Regions from separate parts of the Zea mays genome. Here regions 1 and 3 are each linked to region 2. A link is a contact called in public Hi-C data. All regions are on one chromosome and are shown on one strand. The core of a region is the stretch at or near the end of the contact, and the rest is flanking DNA. Distances in the headings are between cores, read along the strand shown.

Region 1 (2,700 bases), core at 50-2,549, 140 kb after region 2:
TAAAATTATTCGCACTATGAATCAAACGGCTAATTCATATATAGGCCACAAAACCAGGAACCTGTACCGTCGACAGCAGACACAACTGTCCTCAGTTCTTTGATGATATAACTGAGCTACAAACTATGGTTCCGGCCAGTCATATTTAATAGAAAAGAGAGGACATATTTAGAAGGCAGAATGGCGGGTGCTAATAGACACCCTACCAACTATGCGTGCTTACTTATTCTCCGTTCAATCCCTTGACGTCCTACCAACCACATCTAGACTGAAAAATTTCCAAGGTTTTGTCACGCCTGTTACTTAGAATCTGAGCAAATCTCTCCACCTACCTACCCACAAGAATGCGGTTACTTGCACCACTCTTCGTGCTTCCTTATGTACAGTAGAAAATGTAGTTTCATCCGATTAAAGTTGACTAGCACATCTCAAAACATGCAAGATAAGACTTTGTGTGTGTGTGTGTAGATAAAGTGATCGTACTTCTAGAGTATATTGAGTGTTTCACCGAAACATATATAATAGCTAATATTTATGCGTCGTTATTCCAAATTTATTTTCAGCATACGGCACCCTAGCTCTCAGATCACTACTAAGTTAATTTCAATAGCTAGTACTATAGAGTAATAATCCAGGTGAGCTGCGCCATGGCATATGATAAATTTAATAGCACACGCCTATATAATCTTTTCGCTGGAATAAAATTAAGCGAGTTCATTCGTACAGATGAGTTAGAATACTGCACTACTCGTTTTCATTAGACTTTTTTCATAGAGGTGAAAGCCGCTTCTTCGCAGGCTCTATATAACCTGTGTAACAAGGCCGTGACCTGTGAAGTACGTGTGCAAATTCCAACGTGTGTATACATAGTTGCACTGCAGCACTGGCACGTGTCAGACGACTACATATATAAGCTAACACGGTCTATATATAATGGTGAAACAGTTAGGCCATAGCCCATAGTAATTGGAATCAAAACCGTAACTTACCCATGATTCGAATTGCACAATAATTAACCATTAGGCATTAGCTAGCGTTTGTTATGGAAGAAAAGAGTAGCCTAACTGAGACGACGCGTGAGCTCACTGAACGATCGTCATATATGCATGCATATGTGCTATGCAAAAAAACACAAACAAACCTCTGAGGAGATTCTGCAGACGGTTGAGCTCGTCGACGACAGGGTCAGAATGGCCATGGCCATGGAATATCTCCTTGCCATCACCGACCTCTCCCAAGCTACCCATATCTCTTGCTCCCCCCGGCCGGCAATGCTATCTCGAACACTTGGCCACAAGCTAGCTAGATGCGGTGTGGATACGAAGAACTGCACATCCAAACGATGCGGTGTGGTTGGGATTATATGGCGCCTGCAGGCCGGCCGGTTTCTTCAGGATCACCCCAACGCTTGGCTTACGCGAGGGGAATTGACCGTGTGAAGTGGAGCTAGCGCGATAGATGAGTGCTGTTGAAGAGAAGGCGGCGGCACGATCGCGGTCGCGGCCGGGCCGGGGTGACAAATGGAGCCGTGTCCCGGAGTCATCACCAGTAAGAGCACAGAGACACCGGTCGACCTGGCACGAGAGCGACTGCAAAATTCGGCGATCGATGGACCTTTTCTTCGGAGCCGTGTGCCCGTGTCGCGTCGCAAACAACCGTTTGCTCCAAGCAAGCGAGTGAGCATCGATCTTTTACCGCTAGATTATTATTACATACAGGCGAAAAGGTCCAGTGCAGGTCGGTAAACTGTGGCATCATTCGCACCAGACTAACTATGTTGTCCTGGCTAGATATTTCAAAAAAAAAAGAAAAAAGAAAAAGGCATCGCGCAGTTAATTAAAAGGCCGGGTATGATGATCAACCGAAGACGATCGAGGATCAATCTTCTCTGTGAACATGCACAGCTAGCAGGGGTGACAGGACGATGCGTTAAATGCAACGTTGATTGGGCAGTCGGATATTGTTAGGGATTATTACTAGTAGCTACTAGCATAGCAGGGGGAGGAAAGGGTCGTCTCGTACTCGTCTCTTCCAAGGCACACTGCAACTGCAACTGCATACGCTGCACCTGATCACAACCCCAGAAGCTAGCAGCTGTGCGCGCCGCGTTCGTAACCGTCACCGAGGAAACAAACGGCCAGAGAGAGAGAGAGATACATTGTTGTTGCACACTGAAGGCGTGTAACGCCCCGGCCCACTATATGTCGTTGCTGATGTTGACGAGGGAAGGAGCCGTCCCTTTGTCGTCTGCTTCGCCGCAGAATTACTCATTGGATTATTGGGTGGGCATGGACTCCAAGGTTCCAAATGGCAGCAGAGGGGAGAGAAGCACCGCGGGTTTTGCTTCTTTATCAGGACACTAAAGGAAAAAAAAACTCTTAGCAAAAGGTGGAGGAGCCAACAGAGCGCTAACCTACCCCTTCTCTTCTGTGTGATCTACTCCTGCTCTAAATTAATTATCAGTCAGTGGTAGTTCATGCCCATATTTTATTTCCGAAGGGAGCCAGGTCGTGCCCATATATGTTTTGCTGTCAGAGTCGATTTCCGAGATAAAAAGCTGGTGACTATGTATGTATATAGGTGATCTGGAAAGTAATCATTAGTCAATATGGTTGGGAAATATCTTCTTTTTTTCCCTTGAGAGGGCTTATGTATACGTCTTCTTCAAAGATATATTTTTTTCCAAGATAAAGTTAGTAA
Region 2 (2,700 bases), core at 29-2,528:
GAAGAAATTCGACAACAGTAAAAAATTTCCATGTTATAATTGTCAAGAGCTAGGACACTTTGCATACGAGTGTCCGCTCAAGAAGAAGACGGCGGAGACATCGCTGCTTGCCACGGTGGACAGCGACGATGAACCAACCTTGTTGTGAGGCATGCCAAGATTAGGGGGTGAATGTTAGAAATAATCTTGTCATTAGTATTTGCATGTTTAATCATGTTTTTGAATTTTAGCCACGGTGGACAGCAACGATGAACCAACCATGTTGTGCAGCAGTTAGTTTCCTGATTAGTGTGCATGGTCATTAGTGGTGGCGTCTGCTTAGGATCATGGCATGAGTTTAGGATCATGGCTTGAGTGTTGGCCGAGTCTTTTGGCTGGGTCGGCTGGGCATTTGCATGTACTTTGGGTCTATAAATCAATGAAAAAAAGGCAAGGCAGTGAGTCTGTTCGGCCAGAAAACTCTCTCCTGTTAGCTTGTCTCGTGCGTGTGTGTGTTCACCAGAAAGCAAACTAGTTTTTCAAGTGCTTGTGATTAGCACTTGCCGAGTGGAGTGATTCCAACACACAAACCATAGAATGATAGAAACAAGTGAGGAATGTGCGGATGATGGATTAACTCATTCCTCAAACAGAACACCCCATAAAAGGATCAATCAAATCTTTGAGTGAAGATCTACATGCTCAAAGTACCTCAAGTACGGAAGTACCAACAGTCCAGTTCTGCAACTTCTCACCACAACCATTATTTTGCAGTTCTTAATACCCTCCCGCATAATAACCATATCCTATCTAATCAGGATGGAAAATTTACCTCCTCGATGATCTTAACCGCCACGCGGTCCTTCACGCTGCCACCCGGGTTCAGGAACTCAGCCTTCCCCAGAATCTGCAACCATACCATAGGGAGAGCGTTACAATTCACTACCTCCAAACTTTACTCAAAACATAAAAGCAGAGCAACATCAGCAAGAGTCCACGCGCGAACCTCGCATCCTGTAGCGTCGGAGAGGCTGTTGATGCGAATGAGAGGTGTGTTGCCGATGGCCTCCACGAGACCCCTCCGTCGCACCCGCCGGCCGCTCGCGCGGGAGAACCCAACCGTAGGGAACCACGAGAGTTTGGCTCTACTCTTGTGGAGGAGGATGTAGCAGGCGATTAGGGATACGGCGGCGGCCGTGGCGGCGGCCCCTGCCGCCGTCGCAGCCGCCATGTCAAGGGAGAGGCGGAGCGCGAGAGAAGCAAACGAGCTTCGAGAGACCCGTGGTATATGGGCCAACTGCATCGCCCGAACAGACTAGAGTTGTCCAAACGGCCCAGGGTCGTTGGGCTGACACAGGTCCGGACAAAATAGCACGGTTCAGATCTGGTGCTGCATAGCCTATTTTATGTATAAAAAGTAAAAAACCGAGTATTCTAGGTGGTTACTGTTATCAATTTCAAAATTTTGGTTCATGACATTATCTACGTTTCAATCGTACACTGACAAAAATGTCTTCATTGAGGATCTGTTTGGCTACTCCTCCACCGACGTGAGGTAGCATAACCCGCCGTCGTCGCTCTCTAAGCATGGAGTGCGTGGGCCTGCGTGCAGTCTGGCCATCTCCTTCCACATGAGAGTGAGGCACTGTTTTTACTGTCATTGGTATGCACGAGCAGGTCTCCAGTGAGGGCATTTTTTTAGGAGAGTCCTATACGTGTGAAGCGTATATAATGACATGAGCCAAATTTTTAGAATTTAATAATGGCAACCACCAAATGTCACAAATTATAATGACATCTTTAAAATCCTCGATTTTCATGATGGCATATATCCGAAAAACCTTTTATGTATGCCTACTAATCTATTGTACCAACATGAACATGGCCCATTGAAAGGATCACGATGCCCAGGAGGGAGGTGAATTAGGCTTTTCTAAAAATCAACACTAGTTAAAACCTAAGCAAGAGCTCAAATTCACCCCCAACAACTAGCATTAAGAGAATAATACTAGAAATACAATAATGCTAAGACAATACTTCAAATACTTGCTAAACAAATACACAATGTAAAATGCTTGAATTAAGTGCGGAATGTAAAGCAAGGTTTAGAAGACTCCTCCATTTTTTTTCTCGAGGTATCGAAGAGTCGGCACTCTCCCCTAGTCCTTGTTGGAGCACCCGCGCAAGGGTAACGCTCCCCCTTGGTCCTCGCAAGAACCAAGTGCTCACTACGAGATGATCCTTTGCCACTCCGACGCGGTGGATCCCTCATGACTGCTTACAAACTTGAGTCGGGTCACTAACAAGATCTCCACGGTGATCACCGAACTCCTAACGCCACCAAGTTGTCTAGGTGATGCCGATCACCAAGAGCAACAAGCCGTAGACCTCCGCTTGACCAAGAGAAGCCTAATGCAAGTGGTGTGTGCTCTAGGTGGCTCTCGCTAGCGCTAATGAGGTCCAAATGCGGGATTAAGATTCTCTAATCATCTCACTAGGCTTTGTGGTGCTTGCAATGCTCTACCAAAGTGTAGGAGTAAATGTGGGCAGCAAGACAATGAATATGGTGGGTGGAGGGGGTATAAATAGCTCTCACCCACCAACTAGCCGTTACCAGCAATGTGCTGCGCATGGGTGCACCGGACAGTCCGGTGCGCCAATGGTGCGCCACCGGTGCGCCAACGGTCGACTCCAACGGCTAGTTCTGACAGCTAGCCGTTG
Region 3 (2,700 bases), core at 170-2,669, 200 kb before region 2:
CTTCTGAATATTCAAGAAAAACTTTGATTGCTGCACCAAATTCTCGATTTTTGCAGAAACTGTCAATTACCATACCAATGGTAAAGTTGTTTGGAAAAACATTTCTACTGGTCATATCCATATAGGTTTGCAACATTTCATGTAGCTCTCCAGCCATGCACAAACCATGAATCAAAGTATTGAATGCCACGACGTCATATTCAATTCCCTTATTATCCAGTAGGCATTTTGCCACCTTGAATTTTCCAGCCCTACAGAGGCTCCGGATTGCAATAGTAAAACTAAACATATCTGGCCCAATTCCCTTCTTTACAAGATCAACTAACAGCTTCAGGACTCTAGCAATATCACCAGTGTCGCAGAGCCTACTCATCATAGTGTTATAGCAGAACACATCAACATCCCAGTTGAGTTCTTCACTGCATTCCAGCAATGTCAATGCTTCTGAAAACATCGAGCCACGGCACAAGCAATCGAATAGAATATTCACTGTCTCAATGGTCATGTACACTCCTCTGCTATGCATAACATCTACTTGCCGGAATGCCTCATCCAAGAAACCCATTCTGCACAGGGCAGACATGTAAATATTGTAGGTGACAGCATTCGGCGTCCACCCCTTCGCCTCACTCTCCCCTAAAATTCTTTCCACCTTGCCAAATTCCCCTACACGACAAAGCCCCTGGATGAGCACGCTGTATGAGATGACATCCGGTGCGCATCCGACTTGAATCATGGTATCAAGTAACCTCTCCGCCTCGAGGACCCTGCCCTGCTTACAGTACCCGTGCAGGATCGCGGTGTAGGAGCGGACGGTGGGGCACACGCCTACCTCTAGCATGCTGTCAAGGACGCCCCATGCCTCGTCCAGCCGCTGGGAATCGCAGAGTATCCAAATGAGGCAGTTGTACGTGGCAGCGTCAGGGGCGCACTCCATAGCGGCCATGGTTGCGAAGAAGGCACGATACACCGACTCGGAAGAGGCAGCGTCGATGGACTTAAGCAGCGCGGTGAAGGCGGAGGTGGTGGGTCCGATGCCGGAAGCAAGGAGGGAGAAGGCGTCCAATGCGGCGCTTTTGCTGCCGGAGGCGGCGAGAGAGGAAATCAGGGTGGTGAAGAGTGGCGCAGTAGGCGCGAAAGGAAGGGAGAAGAAGAGACGAAGAACCTCGTCGTGGCGGCCGGCGCGGGAGTAGGCGGACATAAGGGCGTTGTAGGCAGTGGGAGTGAGAGTTGCAGGCACAGCGCCGGCAGGGGGGAAGGGCGAGCGGGAGCGGGAGTCGGCGAGGGAGGCGACCGCCGACAGGAAGGACGTGAGCTTGCGGTCAAAGGGACAGCGGCAAGGTAGGGAGGGGCGGAAGGGCATAGGAGGCGGCGACGGCGGCGGGCGGCGAGGGGGGCAGCACGGGAAATGGCAGGGTTTTTGCTGAGGGGGGTTTTAGGGGAATTTGCAGTTCCCGTCTCAAACGGGCTGCTGGGTCATTGGGCCGAGCCGGCCAGCTGGATTTCAGCCTCTATTGACGTTTGGTTCACATTTTCATGTTTCTTTTATCTTTTCTCCATCTACTATATTAAAGCACTAGTATCATACGTCACATGTAAGACATATAGGTTCATTTTTCTCCGATTCTTGCCTAACAAATATACGTCACATGTAAGACATATAGGTTCATTTTTCTCCGATTCATGCCTAACAAATGAGACATGTTCCTCTTCCCTGCTTCACGCCTAAAATAGGCTTTAAGAAACCACTCAAGCCTAACACGACAGAAAGTCAAATGCAGCTAGAGTTGGTAATGAATCATGTTCCAAATGGTTATTCACAAAATGTTTGGTCCTAAATAAATTTTAGTTTAAAAAGAAATATAAATAGAGACCGATCATAATCTGATTCGATATTAAATCTTATAGTGTAAAATCTAGAGCCCATTGTCACCCCTACACACAGCACAACACTCCCATATAATACCACCCTCGCTAGATGAAGAAGAATAAGCGATTGAGCAGCCTATAAAAAAAGGGGTTGAGTTATTAAACTCATATCTTTCTTGGCTTTTGGCTAAGATAATGTGTAATATTTGTTCTCATCAGTTTAATATCTAGTATGCAGACTATATGTTTAGTCTAATATTAAATTTATTTTTATAGATATATTACATGTCATTGCAAAGCACGATCATTGTACTATTTTTTGAAAGAAATACCGCTGTCAACATTTTTCATTGTACCTTTGGAACCATTACTTTCCTTTTTAAAATGAACCATGTTTTTTCCTAAAAAAACTATAACAACACTTCTTCCTCATGCCATGACCCCGCCCTAAAACCATAACCTCGTTCCTCACAAATACTAGTAGAACTATAAAACCATACAAAAAATATGTTGTCATATTTTTGTCACAAATTTTCCACATTAGTAGAATCTAAAACAAAAACAAAAACCGTTAACAACCATGAGGAATTTCTTTTCAATTAAGTTAGAAAAGAGTTGATTCAATTTATCCAAAAAAATGGGTCTAAAACCTTACAATTGAAAGGAAAACCACTAAAACCCTAAAATAAGCACCATGGCCAAAGATGGTTAACCCAAATCCTACCAGTTATTCCATGTGTTACAATTTATAATCTGTTTGACTTTTCGTACCAAATTTGTTGGGCTCGTCTTATTCATTTTTGCAAAAAAATCAAAGACAAACTTAAAGTA

The links. Hi-C and Micro-C count contacts between places; a contact is called where the count stands out from the background.
Region 1: a contact with region 2 is called in a Hi-C map of leaf, with 8 times the contacts expected there. The contact joins the promoter of LOC100285243 here to the promoter of LOC100193476 in region 2. A contact is called at or near these places in 8 of 25 Hi-C or Micro-C datasets (bundle sheath, ear, endosperm and 4 more).
Region 3: a Hi-C map of endosperm shows a contact between it and region 2, with 2.0 times the contacts expected there. The contact joins the promoter of LOC103632776 here to the promoter of LOC100193476 in region 2. A contact is called at or near these places in 5 of 25 Hi-C or Micro-C datasets (bundle sheath, ear, endosperm and 1 more) and 1 of 3 datasets of contacts at active chromatin or transcription factors (leaf).

Annotation. Positions count from the first base shown.
Region 1 is chr1:26,666,470-26,669,169 of Zm-B73-REFERENCE-NAM-5.0, reverse strand. It overlaps LOC100285243, which reads right to left and starts at 1,299. Exons shown (of 10, transcript NM_001158137.3): 1 at 1,142-1,299. The coding sequence starts at 1,247.
Region 2 is chr1:26,805,312-26,808,011 of Zm-B73-REFERENCE-NAM-5.0, reverse strand. It overlaps LOC100193476, which reads right to left and starts at 1,278. Exons shown (of 6, transcript NM_001352070.1): 1 at 986-1,278; 2 at 812-886. The coding sequence starts at 1,210.
Region 3 is chr1:27,007,672-27,010,371 of Zm-B73-REFERENCE-NAM-5.0, reverse strand. It overlaps LOC103632776 (pentatricopeptide repeat-containing protein At1g63400), which reads right to left and starts at 1,419. Exons shown (of 4, transcript XM_020545580.2): 1 at 1-1,419. The coding sequence starts at 1,363. It also overlaps the pseudogene LOC111590642.